Linked DNA regions of Anser cygnoides: region 2 is linked to region 1. Evidence: chromatin contacts called from public Hi-C data. All regions are on one chromosome and are shown on one strand. Each heading gives the region's core, a stretch centred on a gene start, on an enhancer-like site or on the middle of the called end of the contact. The rest is flanking DNA. Distances are from core to core; before and after follow the strand shown.

Region 1 (3,549 bases), core at 490-2,989:
TGTACAGAGATGTATGAGGCAAGCAGGATGTCCTGTCAGTGGCCACTGAGGGCTTTGATTTGCTGACTGAAATGCCACTGCAAATAGTTGAATCAAAGAGCCATTCTTGAGAAACAAGCTTCGTTTCATACTGCTTAACAGCAGAAGTAGGGCACTGTCATCTCACGCCATTTGCAAATGCAAAAACTTTGCAGACTTTAATGGTAAAGAATTTACATCTGAAAAAGCTGCAGTTTACAGCTAAGTCTTTTTGTCTGATAGAGGCTTCTTCCCTACACTTTTCACCCTTATTCTTTTCCCTAAACACAGTGCTGGCTGAGCCCAAATATCCTACCTCTATCACTAAGACAACTCAATGATACTCGCATTTACATTCACTGTGCTGCATTACGATAACATTTTACACTTAAAATTACACGTGCTTTCAACTGCTAGAAATATTTACTACCAAGATTAAATTGTCATTAAAGTATTTGCAATATTATTTCTCAATTTCCATCGAGACATATTTGCAGAGGTATCACAGAAGTGAGTACGAATTGTTGATAAATAGGTTAGATCGTAGATTCTTGACTGTTACAGAAGGGCCAAACTCTTCAATAAGCAGGGCCCTCCGTTCTTGTCATACACATTTTGATGGGAGACAAAATCCGTAAATAGACAACGAAGACTGAGAATAACTTGAATAATGCTCTGACAATTTGTCTTTCTGGAATGGGCAAGTGCATGCAGTCCTCTTTGGGGCAAGGTGCAGTGCAGCTCAGGTTGTCTGAAAGAAAATGCAAAGTGAAAAGGGGAATTCTGTCTAGCGTGTCTGTAGCTCTGGATCAGGAAAGTGTTAATTTGGGATACACATGAACTGAGTGATTCAGATTCACACTAAAATTTGGGGTGTTTTAGCTTCAAGATCTAAGCTGGACATTGTTAAGTGTGGAAGCTGTTGCATGTTGATGACTGCAGTTTGCTGCAAGGATCAGTGGGTGAAATGTTATCATTTGCTGCTTTGATCTGCTTTTACTTCCTTCCAGTGTCCTGCCATAAAATTGAAGGTTCGGTGGCTGAAATACCGTCTCCAAGTACGACAGTGACAAGCACATGAATATGGAATAAGTGGCTGAAGCAATAGCTAGAAAGCCATTTCTGAAACCATCTCCCTACACTGATCAATGCGAGCTGTTCTAATTAGCTGAGCAGCTGGGTTTTAGCTGCTTCTTAACTACGTCCTTGCTTATCCAAGCAGTGGGAAGTCACAGTTGCTCTGTTCATTTAGTGATGCAGAAGCAGACATCTTCAGCATAGTGATGAGGATTGAATTGTAACTGGGCTTAATTACTGCTTCGGGATTGCTTGCTTTTGGGGCCAGGCCCAAGAGAGGTAAAGTGGTACCAGGGTGAGTCTGATTTCCTAGATCTGTAGTATTGAGCACTTGATTTCTTAGGTGACCGGATCTTTATTAGTTCCCGCAGGGCCATGGGGTGCAATACCCCATTACTTAGCAGGGAAGGTGAGGGTGCTGTCTTCATGTTCCAGAGCGGCCACGATGGTGCCAGGCCACTGCCAGCTGCTTTCTGCTGGTGATCGTCTGATCTCCCAGCGAGCCAGTCTGGGCAACCAGCACGAGCAGAAAACCAAACCACAACAGTGAATCAGCTGATGCCGAAGGGCGAGAAGAACAGCTGACCCAAGGCAGAGCCAGCGTTTGGTGATTTGCTGTCTGATCAGCCGCACGTTGGAAGTGAGTCACAGGCTAAAGGTCGTGTTTTGTGTGTGGAGGCTGAGCTGCTTCCCACAAGGACAGCCGCTGGCCTCACTGGCTGCCCCTTCTCACCACCTCTTGCATCACCCTGGTGCTCATGGGGAGCTACAGCCAGCTGGAGCAGTCAGCCTGTCTGCCTGAAAACTAATTGGGGTGTTTGTTATTAGCAAAATCACATGGCTGATCCAGCAGACGTGGCCATGTCAGCACCGGCACAGGATGGCTGGTGGAAATGGAGAGCCTGTACTGGCTGTGCACTCTCTGTTTGTCTTATACCAAGGGAGAAACTGCATCTCGGGTCCATGTGTCACGTAAACTAACAGCTCTGTCCTTGGCCTGCCATCTGCATGGTGGTAAACTCAGTCTTTTGCACCAGCCTTAATTTTACTATAGAAATACTAACGTCTTTCTGGAACTCAGTCTGCGGTGAAATCATTATATTTTGAATATTTTGTTTGGAATAATGTTTTCTAAATAATATTAACAGTTTCCTAATAAGCTTTAAAAAGATTACATTGTGGTACGTTGGCTATTAGGAAGCTAGCATGATTTCTAGAGGAACTGAGAGGAATAGATCGTGCCTTTCATTATTCTAGTGTTTTACCTCGCAGTGATTTCAACATCAGCTATTGAAAAATTCTTGGCTGGCATTCCAAGAAGTCACAAGATATTAAAAATAGCAATGTTTTAACTTTTTAAAGTGCCGGTGTAAAGAGTCAATAATTATCACAACTGAAAATGTGTTAAATGCCTTTTACGCAGGTGTGTGAACCAAAGGACAGATGTCCGGAGAAAAATCCCATATAATGTGATGTGAAGGATAAATCTTTGGAGCAGATGCTTCACTATATTTGTTTTCTAGAACAAGTGATTGTCCTTTTTCATTTTTTTCTCACCAGAAAAATCTCTAGAACAATGTATGAAATAGGTGTGATCGGTTTTCCTGTAGAATACTCATCGTTACGTCAGCTCTGATAAAGAAACCAAAGGTGTCCCTCCTGCTAGAGGGAGGTTCCTGTGGGAGCAGGCGCTGTAGAGGGTTGCACGATTCCTGCAGAGCACCCCATGCGTGCCACAGAATAGGAGGGTGAGTGGTCGGAGGTGGATGAAGGAAGGATGCTGAGACAGGACCATAGCTTGGGATGTCTTTTTTATCCCAAGCAGTACTGCAGCCCATAGGGCAGAAGTCTGTAGGTAGCCTGGGGAACCCCCCCTACATCGGTGAGGGTGTGCTTACAAGCAGGAGGGAGGAATCACAAGCCAGCACTGCCTGTGGCCTCCAGCAGCAGGCAAAGCGCAGCATGAGTCTGTCAGTGCTCAGGAGCAGAGCCGGCAGACGAGTCCCTGAGGTGGCCTCAGCTGGGCTGGAGCCACTGCTGCTCCCAAAACAGCTGGAGGATCCCTGGGTGAAATGCAGACCCTCCCAACAGGCACAATTCCTTCTGCTGGTTCAGAGACACCTCAGTGGTTTGAACCCCGTGCTGCTCCCATCTGCTTCCCGGGGGCTGCTGCCTTGGTTCAGGAGTCACCTCGCAGGAGCGGGCCTTCAGGTAGAGCTGCAGCTGGTGACAATTTTATTTCACCAATGCGCGGGCTTAAAATATGCTTTAGAAGCACTTTCCTTAAGTGTTTATATTTGGGAAATCTGTCCTTGAAACCTAGAATAAAGCCCGCAGGAGGAGTGAGTAGGTGCTTAACATCTTCAAACGAACCATTCCAGGTTCTTTATCTTTCAGAAAGGGTGACCCGTGGGACACTTTGCGTATCACTGCTGACTTGAAGTACCTGACTGC
Region 2 (3,549 bases), core at 357-2,856, 130 kb before region 1:
CTAGGCAGAACTCCAAACATCAAAAATGCACCTCACCTTGATTATGTTTATAAGTCCTAGGGATGAGTTATGTATGGCAGCACTAATTCAGCCATATCCAGAATGAAAATACTTCCAAATTTCCCTTTAGAGTTCTAACACAATTCAAACTTCCAAAAGCCCTCATCTCCCTCTATCCCATTTTGTGTATGGGTCAGACCACCTCGCACATTTATCAACTTCTCAGTGCAGCAGTGCAGCCATAGCTAGCTGCCAGCATAAAAAAAAAAAAAACACAACCAACCAACCAACAACAACAAAACATTAAAAACACACATTTGGGTGGGGGAGAAAATTCCAAGTTAGACAAATGCTCACTGCAAACACAGGCTCTCCCATTTAATTAGTTAACCTGCATCCACACTGAGCACCTGACCTTGCCTCCTGCTTGTCTTACCCGGAACGGCGTGTTGATTCGGCTAGTAAGTGTATCTAGGATGTGCACATTCTCATGTCGATGCAGCAAAATAAAACGGAGGAAAATCTTGAGGAGGGCTGGCTCTGAAACACTACGCAAGAAGAGATCCAGGTATGCAGTAGTAGCCATCACTTCTTCCACAGTCACCTACAGGGAAATAAAAGGCAAATGCAAACATACTGTGCACGCAAAACATCCATCCTTACCCTGCAAGTATACGATACTCAGCACCCACCCTAAGCTCTCCATACGCTGCCAACAAAATACTGAGACCCTTGCTTTTAAACCTGCGAAGTAATGTGCTTCTGACTTACTCGTAAGCATTCTGAACCCATTTCTTATGTTTTGCTTCCCCAGAAATAAAAACTCCCCAAAACTGCCAACACCCCAGATCTCATACATACTGAAATACTACGAGCCAAATCCTGCTAGAAGTTCCCCACCACATTTCTGCTGTGTCAGGGGTTTTGAATCACACTTCTGCCATTCCTCAGAAGCATTCTCAGATGTAGTGAATACCTGGATCTACCGTGTTATTAAAAATAAATGACAACAGAGCAGAATCAAAGCACAGTACAAACTCGTAAGTCCAGAGCTTTAAAAAATAAAGAACCAAAACATGTCTATCCACAATTTTGCCACTATTTTCCATCTCACTCAATTTTTAAAAGGTGTGTGTATACACCCACACACACGCAAACCAAAGACCAAAGTGTTTGCTACTGCCTATTTGTATGTCAAAACACAATTGTCCCATATCCACGCGACGCTTGCATACCATTTGGATAGCCCATACTACTCTGCTTAATGCAAGCCTTTTGGAGCTTATCTATTGACAGTATGCACTGGCAAGGCACAGCAAATTCCAAAGGCCACCTCTGCACCACACACTGCTGTTGCAAAGTCAGCTTTTTAAAAATAGTTACCCAGGAACCTAATAAGCTTAAGTGTACAAAGATAAGCCCTCATACACAAAAATCTTTCTGTATGAAAGGAAGTATTAAACATCTTTTGTTTACCAAACTTAGCTGAATAAATGAAAAGACTGATTTTATTAAAAAAAGAATCAAAGCTGTCACTTAAGAACTAAGAGGATTTAGAAGCGACTCAGAAGGGCAGCACTTACGTAACATGCCTTAAATATTAAAATCCCTGTTCCATTATGCCGCGCGTTAGCTACATGCACAGTAATGTCATCCAGCAAACGCTCCCTTTAAAGCATTTAAGATCACAAGCTGCTTCTGGCCAGTTACACAGAACATAGGAATGCTGTATACAGCCTGCAGACCTTATGGAGAGGGGGCACTGACGAGGAGAATGCAGAGTAGCTCTGAAGTTGAGGTCATTGATTGCCTCTCTTTCTCAGGCTTTATTCTGATACTCTGCTCCAACATCCTTAACATCAAGGAGCAGACTACTAGCTCATTTTGGTATTAGAAACAAAACACCAGGGAAGCTGCAACAGGCACATTTTTCACCAGAAATAAGCGAGTTCATTTCTCAGTTTATTTTGGTCAAAATCAAGCACTAAAACATAATAGTGAAAGGAAAGGAATACGGCACATTTTCACTGGCTCTGTGGACTTTGTAAAGCTAAGTAAACAACAGCCAGACATGTTTGCTAGATCTGTAGTTGTATGTTCAGTGCTGCCCAATACAGAAATGTGAAAACAGATCTTCCCTGAAAGAACATCTATTAACATATAATCCTCCAACTCAGAATCCAGTTTATGAATTCATTCCTCCTCCTTCTCCTACAAATTTCAAGTGAAAAAAAAAAAAGTTGTGAGATCAAGCACCCCAAAGTTACAAATCACCAGGATTAACACCGTGGCTACAGCTCTGGTTCAAATTCTGCATTACTGTAAATATTATGATAAAATGCCTTTTTATGTGCATATGCACGTAGGCACACATTTCCACAGCAATACCGCCACATCCCAACCACCACAAAACTTGCTCGGGAAATGAGCGAGGGGCTGTGCAACAAAGGAAATTGTTTCTGGTTGGAGCTGAGATTCATTTTTTTGCAATAGCCAAAAGGTGTGGGAACTCATGGGGTAAAATAAATAACTAACTAAATAAAGGCTTTCTGATTACAGCCATTGACTGTTGCCCTGAGAACTGGCATTTTCTGTTTTGTGTTTTACAGCAGCAAACAGTAAAAAGCAAACCCCAAGAAATCCATCATGTGACATCATAATGATAGCATACAGTTCATCAAAGAGTTTAAAACCTCTGCCAAGAAAAGGCCAGACAGAAGTAATATATTGTTATGTCTCTGTCACTCCTCCTTCATCCTTTATGAGGAAAATGAAGCACGCACTTGGCCTGTGGGTTTCACAGATGTTCGCTGACAGCAGAGGAATGGGCCTATGTAGATATATAAAATACTGAAACGGTAAATGAAAGCAAGCAAAGGCTGCAGATTCACAAGGGCAGTGACCTTTTTCTGAAATCAATGCTCTTTGGGCAGCTCGTGCTACATTTGTATCAGCAAGAGAAAGCCATACGCTTTTCAGAGTGCGCATCATGAATGAAACAAAGGGCAGAAGAAAGCCAGCAAGAGACTACTTTAGGAAAGAAATGTTCAATTCTGAGAGCATGTTCAGCGTTCCTTGCAGCTTGGGGACTAAACAAAAAAGAAATCCTCTTTACTGTAGCCAACACCTCACTGACACCACTAAACAGAGCTAGAAGCACCAAATAGCACTTAAAGCAGCCCAAATAGGTCACAGAAGAGTTACTTATAACTTTGTTAAGCCTCTATTGTTTGAATTGAGGTTTTTCGTGCAGTGTGCCACATCATGTTTAATTCTTAACTCTTCTTGGGAAGGATGTTGTTGAATCTGCTTAGCCGTTTTCTGAGAAAGAGGGAAGGAGACTACGCTTTGTAAAGGTTTAAAATGGATTCATAGGAATCTTTTTGCATTTTCCAGTGAAAATGCACCACCTTCACCACAACACTCCTTCAAGCTTCTGCAATAAGTGAGGCTAGGGTCTATTTTGCAGCTCACCATAAAACACTCAAGGCAGGCAAGCTAAGGGTACACAAGTGACATTACTGCTACTATGTTCTGGGATTTCTCTCA

Evidence for each region. A called contact is a pair of places that touch in the nucleus more often than the background predicts.
Region 2: a contact with region 1 is called in a Hi-C map of liver, with 18 times the contacts expected there. The contact joins two enhancer-like sites. A contact is called at or near these places in 2 of 7 Hi-C or Micro-C datasets (both in liver).

What each region holds. Positions count from the first base shown.
Region 1 is chr4:46,795,726-46,799,274 of Taihu_goose_T2T_genome, reverse strand. All of the region lies in intron 2 of SH3D19 (SH3 domain containing 19), which reads left to right. Among named protein-coding and RNA genes, the nearest start is that of SH3D19, 34 kb to the left of the region's middle. Within about 2 kb of position 1,739, at least 3 of the 3 cell types and tissues checked have open chromatin away from gene starts, as enhancers often do. A contact at or near this core is called in liver, where this site is marked.
Region 2 is chr4:46,926,923-46,930,471 of Taihu_goose_T2T_genome, reverse strand. FHIP1A (FHF complex subunit HOOK interacting protein 1A) reads right to left here. Exons shown (of 14, transcript XM_066996734.1): 8 at 437-604. Among named protein-coding and RNA genes, the nearest start is that of FHIP1A, 70 kb to the right of the region's middle. Within about 2 kb of position 1,606, at least 2 of the 3 cell types and tissues checked have open chromatin away from gene starts, as enhancers often do. A contact at or near this core is called in liver, where this site is marked.